2 separate regions of the Gossypium arboreum genome follow, and region 1 is linked to region 2. Evidence: chromatin contacts called from public Hi-C data. All regions are on one chromosome and are shown on one strand. The core of a region is the stretch at or near the end of the contact, and the rest is flanking DNA. Distances in the headings are between cores, read along the strand shown.

Evidence for each region. Hi-C and Micro-C count contacts between places; a contact is called where the count stands out from the background.
Region 1: a contact with region 2 is called in a Hi-C map of leaf, with 2.3 times the contacts expected there. The contact joins the promoter of LOC108484209 here to the promoter of LOC108484548 in region 2. A contact is called at or near these places in 2 of 5 Hi-C or Micro-C datasets (both in leaf).

Annotation. Positions count from the first base shown.
Region 1 is chr6:111,016,314-111,019,013 of ASM2569848v2, reverse strand. LOC108484209 (beta-fructofuranosidase, insoluble isoenzyme CWINV1-like) reads right to left here and starts at 1,376. Exons shown (of 6, transcript XM_017787915.2): 1 at 1,032-1,376; 2 at 904-912; 3 at 1-773. The coding sequence starts at 1,215.
Region 2 is chr6:110,658,551-110,661,250 of ASM2569848v2, reverse strand. LOC108484548 (NDR1/HIN1-like protein 13) reads right to left here and starts at 1,263. Exons shown (of 1, transcript XM_017788369.2): 1 at 99-1,263. The coding sequence starts at 1,106. The coding sequence ends at 273.

The sequences.
Region 1 (2,700 bases), core at 127-2,626, 360 kb before region 2:
CTTCTTGCCACTGTCGAAAAATGTCTTTGAAGCATAAAAGTTACCATAATCATATCGTAAATCTGAACCGTTGTCCAAAAAATCAGTGTCAACCAAAAAGTTATCTGTCACGGAGGTATAGTTTCCTAGTACATAGTGATCGCTGTTGTCGAAGCTTGCCTTGAGAACATGTTTTGTGAATTTGTCAAGTGAAGAGGTTTCAACTCCATTTTTTCCATCAATGGAAACTGGATAGAAATCAGGACATTCCCACATGCCAGTCCTTGTGGATGAGTGAATAGGTTCTTTGCTCTGGGACCATGTAATGAAATCTTGACTTCGATAGAGCAGTGCCCTTCCATGGCCATCCATCTCGTTTCCAACTAAGACTCTCCATAATCCATCAGGGCCTTGCCAAGCAGTTGTTGGATCCCTAAAGTTCTTTGGGTCAATACCATCAACAGGGGACATTAGAGGATTATGAGATGATTTTACCCATTCCCTTAGCAGAGGATCAGATAGGTTCTTTGGCTCAGCCAAGTTCTGAACTTGACGATTCATGGTATCACTTCCAGTGTATAAAATGACAGGTTTCTCCCCGGAAAGGAACGTGGTTGAGCCTGACCAGCAACCATTGATATCGAAAGGATCACCGGGAGAAAGTGCAATATCAAGATTAATCCAGTTGACAAGATCATATGATATTGAGTGAGCCCACGTTATGTTGCCCCACACTGCAGCATACGGATTATATTGATAGAACAGATGGTAAACTCCCTTGTAGTACATTGGACCTGAGGTAGATGGATCATATGGAACATTATTACAAAATTAACCACAGTTTGTTTGTTCATATGAGGAATTGCAGGAATATCATGACCATAACACATGAAAAGCTTAACCAGGAGAAACAAAATGGCTTACCATTAGGATCTGCAGTGCCATAAGTGCCCCATTTGAGGATTACATGTCAAAAAACACACAAAAAAGAAAAAGTCAACTCTGTAAAACTGGGTATAAAGACGGTAAGTCGAAGTTGTAAGGAAACAAACCATTCATCCAGTTTTTGGGAGGCTGAAAGTGGTAGCCAGTTCTATAAGGCTGATCCCTTGGAAGAGATTGATGCTTTTTGTCTTGTCTATGAGATTGAACTCCATTTCCCAACAACAAAAGCCAGAAGCCAATGACCAAAACAACAGATTTCTCCATTGTAACCTCCAGCTTCAGGTAAGTCATCAATGGCTCAATGGTTGTTATGTAGTTCCCATAAAGATATTAACAAAATGAAGACAGTTTCAGGATGGTAGGCTGAATCATATTCTGGTTAACTTTTTCCCCATTTGTTCCTGTAACAGTGCAGGGTCAACTCAAAAACCCAAATGAATAAGGAAAGAGTGCCAGACTTATATAGCAATATAGATAAGTTTATTAAATTTAATACTCTTACTAATGCAACTTGTCCATTTAATTATATGCTTAGTTTCTATAAGTAACAAATGAGATACCAATTACCTGACAAGAAAACACGTGATTGTGTCTTTATTATCAATCTATTCAAAAGAGTTTAATTATTTCCCAATCCCTATACTTTTCACAAGATTTTAAAATTTGAATTCCAATTGGGCTTCCATTAAATTAGATTATGACATTTTAATAATTTAAATTTGCTCATGCAATTGGATTAGCTATCACCCGCTTTTTTCTCTCTCTCACTGATTTTTTCTTTCTTCTTCTCATTCGCTCCACATGTCTTCTCTCTTTTTCAATTTACAGATTTATTTTGTGAGTATCTTTGCTATCTTTACAAGTTATGATAAACAGATAACGATGTCTGTCGTTCGCTAAAACTCCACATGTAGCCAGTAGTTTTTCTTGGAAAGTGAGTGGTTCTTCGTTAACTTCTTAATCTATTTCTGTTTTGAGAATATTTTAGAATAATAAATGATTTCACGAGTCAATTTGGACTCGTGTCATCTTAAGTTTTATATTTTTTTTGTTTGCTTTTCCATTGTTTAATAAATCTTTATTTTTAGAAGTTTTTATCTACTCTTATAGTACGATTTTTAGTTTTGCTTATGCATGTAATATTAATTTTACAAGTCATTTTAGGGATGGTTTTGTTGTCGTCCTCTATAGTTTGATGAATGCTCAATTCTTTTATCAATTTTTACTCGTTGCTTTGGACCATCAGGGGCTAATTTTTTTATCGTGTTAAGTGCTTGCAATCACTCTAAATATATCGTGCTTGAATTGTAATAAAAACAATTGTTAACGTGTTATAATATTCTATTAATGCTAAAGCTAAAGCTTTTATTGTACTAATGGAACTTGTCCTTCGACATCTACTATAAATATTTTTTTTTTCTAAATTTGATAATTCTATTCTTAAAAAAAATAACATTTCTCATGTAATGAATTTATAACGGTGTGAAAGTTGTAATAGCTATTTTTGTCCAAGTTATCTTTAATACCAAGTTAGTTAAGATTTCACTTTTTGGATTCAATTTTGATTTAAATTTCGAGTTTCCATATCATTTACAACTTCGGTCATAGATTTGAAATTATTGAAAAGCGAAATTACTAAAAACTCAAAATTGATCTTACGGAATCATTGGATTCATGTTATGTATTAAAAAAAAACTTCATTACAGATTAAATATATATTATTTATTATTAATGTTATAGTTAGTAGTTTTGTCAAAAGCATTAGTGGTGGGATGT
Region 2 (2,700 bases), core at 14-2,513:
TTTAACTGCGGTTATCCGTAACCCTAATTGCCATTTCCCACTTTTCAGTCATTTGCTTATAGAGGTGGCTGCTGATTATTATTATGGAATTACAAAAATTATTAAAACCAGCCATCAAACTTCAAACAAATAATGCTGGAAATCTGATTGATAGAATTGGTATATGACGTTACATTTTTTAAATGAAAAAAAAAATCCAATTTCACACTCAAATTTCAACACCAAAACCATAATAAAAAATTCATCAAAATGGAAAACCTTTATCCCTCGTCTCAAAACGTCCATTTCCAGATCTTGATACGGAGATCAACCTTACATTTAGCGCCGGAGACATTGGCCGCCGCCGGCAACTTACCTTTCGGGACAACCCCTTTAATCCCATCGCACGTAATTCTAATCCCAACTTTCTTGCTCATCAATCCACCCATTTTTGCTGTCACTTTAGTATCCATCTCAACTTTCAACGACACTCCATTCCCTGTCTTCAGTTCCGGTCTCAAGTTGTTCACCGTCTCCGCGTCCAAATCCGACGACGACGCCACCGTAACCCCCCTGAAAGTCGACTCCTCTTTGCCGTCGCTGACGAATGACGGCAACGTTCCGTTCCCTATCAGAACGTCGCCATTGCTGGTCACACATGAAATGACGAATGGGTCGTACGAGAAGGAGAGATGAGAGTTGGGGTTTTTGGAAGAAAGGGTTAAGTTGAAAAGGGTTGAAAGATGGGAAGTGGAGGAGTCGGCGGCGGTTTTGAGCTTCAAGCGGTGGATACGGAGGGAAGCGAGGGTGAAAGAAGGGCGGTGAGGGCGGTAAAGGACGTAAAGGACGGTGCCAGTTATGGCTACTAAAAGGGCGAGCACGAGCATTATGAGGATGATCCAGAAACAGCAGCAGCAACAGTAGTTGCGCCGTGGACGGTAGTTGCGACGTCTGTTATGGGGCTGTGGACGGTAGGGTAGGCGGGCGGTGGGGTTAATGAGGTGGGATTTTGTAGTTCCGCCGTTGGTTGTGGTGGTGGTGGTGGTGGTAGTAGTAGTAGGAGCTGCTGATCCACCAGGGGCAGCGGTGGCGGTGGGTTTGGAGGAAGGGAATACTTTGTCCGCCATTGTCAAAAACTGAAAAATGGAGGATGTTTCAAAGGAAAAGTTGGAAAATGGTGAAATTTGTAAAGGGAGAAAGAGTGAATTCGAGGAGAAGAATTGAACATTGAAGTGAAAGACTGGTACTTTCCACCTTTGGATGGTACCACCTCACCATATTTGGATTTATTTATTTTTTAAATTATTGTGTTTAATATAAGCATTTAATCGAATTTTTTAAAAGTTATTTTAGCCAATTAAATTTGATAATTCCATGTTAATGTATACAAACGTAGGTCAACTTTGAGCACTCTAATTTCTTCAAAGTAACAGCGTCGGAGGAACAACTTAACTAATTAAGGCTAGGAGCACATCGCCGACAGTAGGGATGAGCAGACCGGTGCTCACCGTGAGGCGGACCGACCGACCCACCCCTAAGTCTAACTATGAATTTTTTAACTGCAATTACTTAAATATATCCTATTGGAGTTGAAATTACCGCGACTACCACTCACATTTTTGTATTTTAATATAAGCATTTAATTGAATTTTTTAAAAGTTATTTTAGCCAATTAAATTTGATAATTTTATATTTTAATATAAATATTTTAATTTTATAATATAATTGATTTGTGAGTAATTATTTTGATTAAAATGCAAACATATTTTTATGATAAAAGTAATGTCAAATAGTTCATTTCCTCAGTTCCTTTTTTCTTTAAATAGTATCAACATTTTAATAAAAATAATAATTAATGGTATTAAATTATTGAGTTCATTAATAATATTATAAAATGATTATATTAAATTAAAATATAAAACTTTATATTTAAATTTCTGAAGTACTTTACTGAAGTGTTGAAAATAATAAATTTAAAAAAAATCAGCTTTTCAAACTTGAATGTCAAGTCAAGGTTTTTCTTTCATTTTGGTTAATGTCCGAAGGAACATGTTACACGTTGGTTAGGATCTTTTTTATTTTAGATCTCTTTGGCTTTTGAGATGTGATGATGGCGTAAACTATCAGCAATAATTATTAGGTTAACTTTTTTTTTTTGAGTTTTAGATTTATTAATTATTTTGTATAAATTTGCTCATTGCTTTTTAATGTATTAGTCACTTTTATTGGCGGAGTAAAATTCATTTCTTTCGAAAAAAAATTGAATTTCAAATTAACTTAAGTGAGTTTTAAATTTTTTAGTTAACTTGAATTAATTGAGTTTAAATTTAAATTTTACAATTTAAATAATTTAAAATGAATAAATTGACCTTCCTCAACAACAATTAAAAAAGTTCAAAATAATTTTAAACAATTTAATATAATTTTCAAAATTCAAAATATTTATAAAAGATTCAAAATTCTGTACTTTTTAAAAGATTATAATTTTAAAAAAATTATAGAATATATAAAGAAAGTTAAAATTTTAAAATAATAAATTTGGGACTTAATTTTAACTAAATTAATTATTCAATTCTATTATACTTAAAAAGTTAATAATTTTGTATTGATGGAACTTATGCTTCATCATCTACGATGAGTGTTTGTTATTTTTTCTTTAAATTGTATGGTTCCATTCATTGAATAAATTAATGAATTTATCTTTCAAAAAATTTATTCAAT